Regions from separate parts of the Rattus norvegicus genome. Here all the other regions are linked to region 1. The links are chromatin contacts, called in public Hi-C maps. All regions are on one chromosome and are shown on one strand. Each heading gives the region's core, a stretch centred on a gene start, on an enhancer-like site or on the middle of the called end of the contact. The rest is flanking DNA. Distances are from core to core; before and after follow the strand shown. Region 1 holds the start of Glul (glutamate-ammonia ligase). Region 2 has its middle 74 kb from the start of Zfp648. Region 3 has its middle 130 kb from the start of Zfp648.

Evidence for each region. Hi-C and Micro-C count contacts between places; a contact is called where the count stands out from the background.
Region 2: a Hi-C map of liver shows a contact between it and region 1, with 7 times the contacts expected there. The contact joins the enhancer-like site here to the promoter of Glul in region 1. A contact is called at or near these places in 11 of 12 Hi-C or Micro-C datasets (the A7r5 cell line, the Rat2 cell line, Schwann cells and 6 more) and 1 of 1 datasets of contacts at active chromatin or transcription factors (oligodendrocytes).
Region 3: a Hi-C map of psoas muscle shows a contact between it and region 1, with 2.0 times the contacts expected there. The contact joins the enhancer-like site here to the promoter of Glul in region 1. A contact is called at or near these places in 2 of 12 Hi-C or Micro-C datasets (mammary epithelial cells and psoas muscle).

The regions. Positions count from the first base shown.
Region 1 is chr13:68,574,735-68,577,345 of GRCr8, reverse strand. It overlaps Glul (glutamate-ammonia ligase), which reads right to left and starts at 1,280. Exons shown (of 7, transcript NM_017073.4): 1 at 1,162-1,280.
Region 2 is chr13:68,812,674-68,815,284 of GRCr8, reverse strand. No RefSeq gene overlaps it. Among named protein-coding and RNA genes, the nearest start is that of Zfp648, 74 kb to the left of the region's middle. Within about 2 kb of position 1,299, at least 37 of the 93 cell types and tissues checked have an H3K27ac peak or open chromatin away from gene starts, as enhancers often do. A contact at or near this core is called in liver, where this site is marked.
Region 3 is chr13:68,754,223-68,756,833 of GRCr8, reverse strand. No RefSeq gene overlaps it. Among named protein-coding and RNA genes, the nearest start is that of Zfp648, 130 kb to the left of the region's middle. Within about 2 kb of position 1,308, at least 35 of the 93 cell types and tissues checked have an H3K27ac peak or open chromatin away from gene starts, as enhancers often do.

The DNA of each region.
Region 1 (2,611 bases), core at 31-2,530:
AGTGGAACGGGTTCTTAAGATTCTGAGTAGTTTCTGCTTGTTGCCAGATGCACCCGGGTCCTTCTCCCTGCCTTTTTACTCACCCCAGCCAATGTGAATCAAATACATTGAGGTTGTACTCTCTAATCCTCCTCTTTTTAGAGTAGTGTTCGTTCCTCTCCTCCAGCTCCATTTCTCGCTGGTCTAAGCAACGCTGCTTTCTGGGTGAGGGCGATGGGATGGGGGACCCAGATCGTTCGGAGTGGGAGGTGCTGGAATAAGTAGGCTGGTGGGATTTAACCTTAGCCCTCGACTTCTCCCCGTTGTTCACAGAGTAGGCAACGAAGCCGAAGGTATTAGAAGGGGACTCTGAGAACCGAGACTCTCCATCGTCTATGTCTTCAGCCGGTGCTTTCTTTGAGTATTTGCGGTTGGGGGAGGATCCCCGCTTCCCGCCCCCGGAGGAGTTGGGGTAATCCACTTTGAGAAGCAGCCCTTCCCACTAAAATAACCGGAAAGTCGGCGCCCCGACTCTCGGACCCCCGCAGATCTCAAGGCCTCTCCCAAGGGGCCATACCCCGGCGAGGACAGAGGCCGGACGGCGAGAGTGGAGCGACGGCGGGAGGCACAGCGTGCTGCTGCTGCCTCCGCCCGGCCCCGCCTCTCCACTGCAGAGCCCTCCGGCCACTCCGGGGTCCCGGCTCTCCATTGTTCGGTCATACGGTAAAGGCGTTGCGTGCTGGCGAGTGGTGCCACCAAAGCTAACGACCACCAGCCTCAACCAGACCACCCACAGCGTGACAACTCACCCAATCGCGCCGCCCAGAGAGGATCAAGGCGCCGGCGCCCACTTAAGGCAAGAAGAGCGCACTCCCGCTGGGACCACCGAGTCGCCCCGGATCTCGGCTTGGTAGCCAACCCAGGACGCCCGCCTCCGGGGCGGCGCCTCCCGCCTCAAGTAAAAAACAGATCATAACAACCCGCAACCCCGCCCTTCCCGGAGCCTGGCTCACAGCGCGCCCTAGGAACGCCAAACAGAGCCGGCCCGAGCCGCACGCTACAAGCACGCGGGAGGCACGAACGCTGCATCCCGCGCCAAGCAGCAACAGACTGGAGCTGGGATGTAGAGTGCGACGCCACAGCCCGGGTGGCTGTGCACCCCTGGACCCTCCGTGCGCTTACCAGAGCGGTGGCCGGCAGGATGATGGATGGGTGGACAGGCCACGAGAACGAGACGAAGAGCGGAGAGGAAATGGGTGTGCTGCTCAAACACTCCGCCCTACTCCCATTCTCGGCTGTGCAGGGTTGCGGGCTGCTCAGTACTTTTTATTGGCAGCTTGTGCCCGCCCCCAGGCGCCCTGATTGGCTGGCCTAGGCCTGGAACCCCGTGCCCATCAGTTGCTGTGCACCGGGGCCCTGAGACCATTGGCCCAGGAGCCGTGAGGAACCGCGGGGTGGGGCGAGCGACCCAGAAGAAAGAAAGAGAAAGGGGAATGGGGGAGGGGAGGCAGCGGCGGCTGGGGGGCCGGGGCCGAAGGTGCTGTGCGCCTTTGCAGCACGCGTTCTTTAGCGACCTCTGGACCCTCGGACCCAGGCTGAGACTGTCTCAGCGTCATTTGGCCTTGGTCCTTTGCTACCTTAACAGTACAGAGGTTTTCGGAGAGATCTGTCGGTGAAAATCCAGAACCCCAGAAGAGAATTTTACCCTTTGTTGAGCGAGCCAGAGACAGACAGGATTCCCGGAACCTGGAGGACCCCATCTTCCTGGCTTCCTGACTGGGTTTGGGGGATGTGATCAGGCTGTGATTTCACGGTTTAAACACAAGTGTGACGTTTCTATAAAGAGGATTTTTGAGGACCGTAGACTGACTGACGTTGCCTTGTGTGTCTCGCAAGTCTCTGAGCCTCTCAGTGCCCGAGTTCCTTAGATCTGCAAAATAAAGCAGATGGAAGGACTTTCAAAGCGGTCCACCAGACTTGAAGTCAGGATGCAGACCGTGTGCTAAAGAGTGGTGGTGGCACATACCTTTAGTACTAGCACTCAGGAGTCAGAGGCTGGTGGATCTCCGGAGTTCGGGGCCAGTCTGGTCTACAGAGGGAGTTCCAGGACAGCCAGGGTTTCACAGAGAAAACGTGTCTCAACAAACAATAAGAAAGCAAGGGAAGAAAGAAATCCCTGCTTTTGCTTCTTGTTTGTTTTTAAGTATGTGGGGAGCGGGGCGGGGGGGGGGGGAATGAGTTTCTCTTTCCTTTCTTAACCCTGCAGTGTTGGCTGAGATAATGTGTAAACACTATGAGACAAACTGAAAATGTGCACAGAAATTACCTGTAAAAATAGACGTGGCCCATATATTATTAATGCCACGTTCTGAGCAATCTGTGTCTAGTACATGAAATCTACCTCATGTCCGGTCTTTATTATATGTTTTCAGGAGCCCTGGTGTTTGAGATGGAGATTTTCTAACACCAGAAATCCATGCTCTTGGTGCCTTTGGAAGAGGAAGGGATGGAGTTTGTTCTTCTGGTTATGTTTTGCACCACAAATATGAAAAAGAAATGTTGCCTGTGACCACACACACATAGCTCGGCCTCTTAAGTCAACCTCTGTCAACTCCCCTAAGTGTGTCTAACA
Region 2 (2,611 bases), core at 50-2,549, 240 kb before region 1:
AGCTTATCCCTTTCTTCTCTCCGGCCTCGTTATCTACTTGGCGAGACCCTTACTCTCTGGTTCTCATCTTCTGGCTTGCAATGAACATTCACCCTTGCCACTTTGAGAAAACTCTTCTCACTCAGCCTCACCATCAACATCAACTGGCCCCGAGGCTGACTCTCCCACTGTGATTGGTCAGTGGATGAGAATTGAACTTTGAGCCAGAGTATTGAGGTCAAAAGCAGAAAATGGGACTCATCTAACATCCTCAGTGAGGGCTCTCAGGCAAGAAAGGCCCTTGTTGCACAACTGGACTGCTCTGGTGTGCCCAGACTCAGTCCTTGGGTAGAGGCACTGACTTGGGTGTTGGTAGTCCACACTGTGCCTCTCACATAGGACCAAACTCTCCGAAACATGTTCTAAATATGTAGAGGAAGGAAGGTAGACCCTCTAAAGCAGTGGAAAGGGCTCTCGAGCCGACTCCACAGGTAAAGGCCCTATAGGCAAGCCCAATGACAGAGCTCAACCCCCGGACCCCACAGAGCGACAGGAGAAAGCCAACACCAGCAACTTGTCTTTTACCTCCAAACACACTATTGCATGGACATGCCTACACAGAAAAATAAACAAATAAGCAAACAAATAACCACAGGAAGCAACAACAAAGGTCAGTGGAATTTCAGGATTTTTTTCTTTAAAAAAAAAAAAAAGAAAAGAAAATCATAGGGAAAAGATTCAACTGAGAAAAGGATGAACTAGAAACCTGAGCCAGTCTGAAGACAACGCTGAGGAGGCCTTGGTGAGCTGAAGAAGCAGCACGACTTGTTGCAGGCCAGCGAGGGAAAGGCTGTGAGGCCCTGTCTCTATACAAATAAAATAAATCTTAAAAATCCTCGATGATTATCTACATATAAAACTGACTCTTCTCTATAAACATATGTTTAATAACATTGACTTATCTAAAATCCTTTTCTTGTTATTCAATAGTCATTTTTAGGGTGTGTGTGTGTGTGTGTGTGTGTGTGTGTGTGTGTGTGTGTGTGTGTGTGTGTGTGTGTGTGTGTGTTTTAATATAGTGTTTCTATATATTTCAAATAATGGGTCCGAACAATTGCACCAAGTGTGGCCTTTCAAATGGGGGATATATTATAAATTTAGAAGTATTTAGCCTCTATTGGGTTTTGTTCATGAATAAATTAAAGTTTTACCTTTAAAAAACTAAAAAAGACCGAAGAAATGTGGAAAGATAGGCTGTACAGACTGGCAGAGCTCGCCCGAGTGAACTATGCTGTTATGCAGCCAGAGCCAGCAGGTGGCGCTAAAGTAGAGGCAGCGGAAAATGGTGTCTGCTGGTACGGCAGGTGCCCACCAGGAAGAGGGCCTCTCAGTTCCACAGGTGTGGCTGAGAGGCAAAGGCTTGAGAAGTACTTTGGTCTTCACGTCCCTGAACATCGTTCTCTGAGTTGTAAACTAAAATGCATGTTCTATAGTCTCACCGTGACTAAATTCCCCGGCTGGCTTCTGGTTTGCTTTATAAACAAATGGCTCTGGTATTACGCAATGCTAGGTGTCGCTGACCTGGGGGAAGGAAAAGAGCTGTTTGCTTCCCATTTTATGAGTGAGGGCAATTTCATAGTGTGACCCCCGTGTGTAAGAGCCTCACACCGCGCCTTGCACCCAGCACCTCCACGGCCTCCTTGGCTTCCTTCCTTCACTCTGTTCACTTCACAGCCCCCTTGTCTATTTCTTGGTTGTCCCCTGTCCATCTGAAATGAAGCTCTTGGCCCTGGGAAGCCAGCAACCCCTCTGGCCAGAGATCATTTTGTCCTTCAGCCTTTGTTGTTCCAGATTTCTCGCTGTGCGGCCTCAGCAGTTGCCAGAGGCCACCCTAGGAGCTGGGATCTCAGGGCACAAGTAGAGTATTATGCTCCTGGGGGCAGCATCCTCCTCACCCCCACACAGGCTCCAACTGAGCAGGCGTGTTCATACTTGTGTACACACACACACACACACACACACACACACACACACACACACACACACCACCTGAGATACTCCCTTCCTCATAACCTGTTTCTCATCTGCCCAGGAACAATCTCCAATTCCCCTTTCCTGCCTGTTCTAATCAGCTTCGCCTGTGGGCCTTGGCGTCCCTGAGTATGCAAGCCAGAGGTCTGCACAGTTGATCAGATTGTAGGGAACAGTATGTTTCTTCCCCTGCTGCGGCTTGTTTCTTCAAGGGCCAAGGCCAGCCAGCTGAGCTGTCTTCCTTTTGCCCTCCTTCTCTCTCTCTTGCATGTGGCCCAGCTTCAGCTGATGTCTAGAAAAGTATGACTCTCCCGGAGCTTGTGCTTCAGAAGAATCACTGGAGGGAGACAGGGTGCTGCTTATCCACGTTGCCAATGTGGACCAAGCCCATGTTGAGGAGGAAGGCGGGTTGCGGTGGTTCGCACCGCAGAGTTTGGCCAGAAATCTAGTTTTGCTGCCACTGGGCTTTTGCCTAAACAGAACAGGTTTTTCTCTGGTCAGTCAGGCTGCCATGAACTTGTGGTTCCTTTAAGCAGTAAACACCATGGTGGTTTTCAATCTGCACGCTGGCGCCTCTTCCTCGTTTCCTTTCAAACTGCAG
Region 3 (2,611 bases), core at 59-2,558, 180 kb before region 1:
CAGATGAAGATGTAGAACTCAGCTCCTCCTGCACCATGCCTGACTAGATGCTGCCATGCTCCTGCCTTGATGATAATAGATTGAACTTCTGACCCTGTAAGCCAGTTCCAATTAAATGTTGTCCTTATAGGAGTTGCTTTGGTCATGGTGTCTGTTCATAGCAATAAGACCCTAAGACACTCACTCTTTCCCCAGACTGAACTATTCCGAATGTAAAGAGCACAGAGAAACCCCATCACCTCCCTTCACCCCAACTCCATGAAGACTCCTCTAGCTCAAGGCTTCTTGAACTTCTTTGGGCTCAATAAATATTTCAATATCTATGCTTTCCCTCAAGAGTTCTGGTCTCAGTAAATCTGGAGGGATGCCGATACTACAGCTCAGAGGATCACATCTTGAGAATTGTCTCAACCTTAAATTATCCATGCAGCATCTGGTAACAAGAACAACTCGTGGCTGGGGGTTTGGCACAGCTGGTAGTGTCTGCCTAACAAGCCTAAAACCCAGTCTCTAGTACTGCATAAAACTGGTTATGGTGCCACGTGCCTGGAATCCCAGCATGGGAAGATAGAGGCAGGAAGATCAGAGGCTCTAGGTCATCCTCCACTACATAGTAGGTCTGGGTCCAGCCTAAGCTACATGAGACCTCATAAGCAAGCACTTTATCAACTGAGCCATCCCCCAGGCCTTAAATATGATTTTAAAATAGCTGATGTATCTTAGTCTTTCTCTCCTACCCACCCTTATTTATTTCCTATAGTATAGAAAGAATTAAGTAATTATGCCTGAAAGAAGTGTGGGTGGGGAAAGTCAGAGACCTGAAGCTTTGAGGGAGGGGAAAGGGGAAGTAGGACTGTTGTAGGTCGCAAGGGTTCAGGCGGTGGGGCATCACGTGATCAGGGAGAAAGGTCAGCATCAGGTCACCTCTACTGAGCAGCTACTGGGGCTCCTCCTTGTTCTCTTCAGCTGAATCACAAAGGCCTCCTATGCAGAGATTGTTCTCCTCTTTGCTTTTAAAGACGGGAAACAATGATGATGGGTTTGTATGTGAAAATGGACATTCTTGAGTCATAACAAAAACTTTGGCTGCCCCCATTTCTGGGATCATCTGGTGTTTGTTTCATTCCCTTTCTGCGGGCATTTTTATCTCTAACATTGCAGGCCACGGGGCTTTTGAAAGGAGCGGCAGGCGCGAGAGACTTGCTGAGTTGAAAGCAGCTGGGAATGTGGAATGTGTCTCTGCAGATACACACTGAGCCTGGCAGGGAACTTCCAAGAAAACGCTGTGGGAGGGAAGGAAAAACAGTGCAATGACAAGAAGCCTTGCAGGGCCCCGCCTCAGCCTCGCTGGACTGCTCAGAGCTCACATCCCAGCTGTACTGCAGTGACCCAATGTTCCAGTAAACAAGGAGGGGACAGGATGGACAGAAATCAGATCAGCCTACCTCTAGAGCTTTGAAATAGACACAGGAGGCCCAAAATGGAGAGGACAGGGATGAGATAGCCTTTGTACATATCCTGAATCAGCAGGGTATATTTACAACACCCATCGGATACACGTACATCCATACCCACGTCCAGTGGGGCTTGGACAGACACGATCCCTCAGATGTCCTAGCCTTTCAAAGGTCAGTAAGTGACGATCTCCCTTTGGACCCTTCCTGACAACCCCAGATCACATGAGTGTGCAAAGGGTGAAGCCAGGAGATGCTGACTCAGGCTGAGCCAGGCCCTTGACTAATGGTGTCCACATCTTAATCTCTACTCTTCTGCCTCCTAGAGAGACAGACGGAGCTGCAACAGATAAAAACAGTCCTTCGGTTCATTTCCATTTGACTCCATAGTATTAAGCCAGTGACTAACGTTGCTCTAGCATTCTTGAGGTCACCCTCCCCACCCCACTGCTACTCAATCCCTGTTTTCTCCTCTGATTCAACTTCCAATTCATCAGTAAGGATGTGAGGAAGAGACTGTTGACTCATGGAGCAAAGTTCCTTCCCAAGAGTGTCTTGCTTGGGATAATTGAGGGCTTTGTAGTTCAGACAGCATGTATAGCCCCCCCTTCCCATATAAACACAATATTCTATACAATATATTCTGTATTCTGTGCTTTAGGTGACTCGAGAGTTTATCACTAAACAAGTGTGCTACTGGAAACCATTCAGAGCCCACCTGCTCAACAGTGGGCTTGTCAATCATCCTACATGTCCCTCCCACTTTCCAATGCCTACCCTGCTTCTCACGTGAGTTTCATTGCTGTGACGAATCTATATTCACTTTTTCATGGTCTTGAGTTTTCATCCCTCCATTTCCTTATAGAATAGTCGAATTCAGGCAATAACTGCATCTCTTCTGAGGCGGGAAAAAGGCGGGTTTCCAATTTCCCTACATAACAGATATATGACTCCTCCACTCAGATTCTGAGTGCTGTGTCCTGGCAGCCTCGGGAGATGGTTTTTTAATTCCAGAGACTTGGTGTCCAGTGAACATTGTCAGCTTTGACTCACAAAATGGTCACACCCTAGCTTTTGGACAAGCAGAAGGGCGTGAAAACTGATGACGCTCGCTTGTAGTCATGGCAATGGCGTCAACCTTCCCTTCTGTCTCTCTG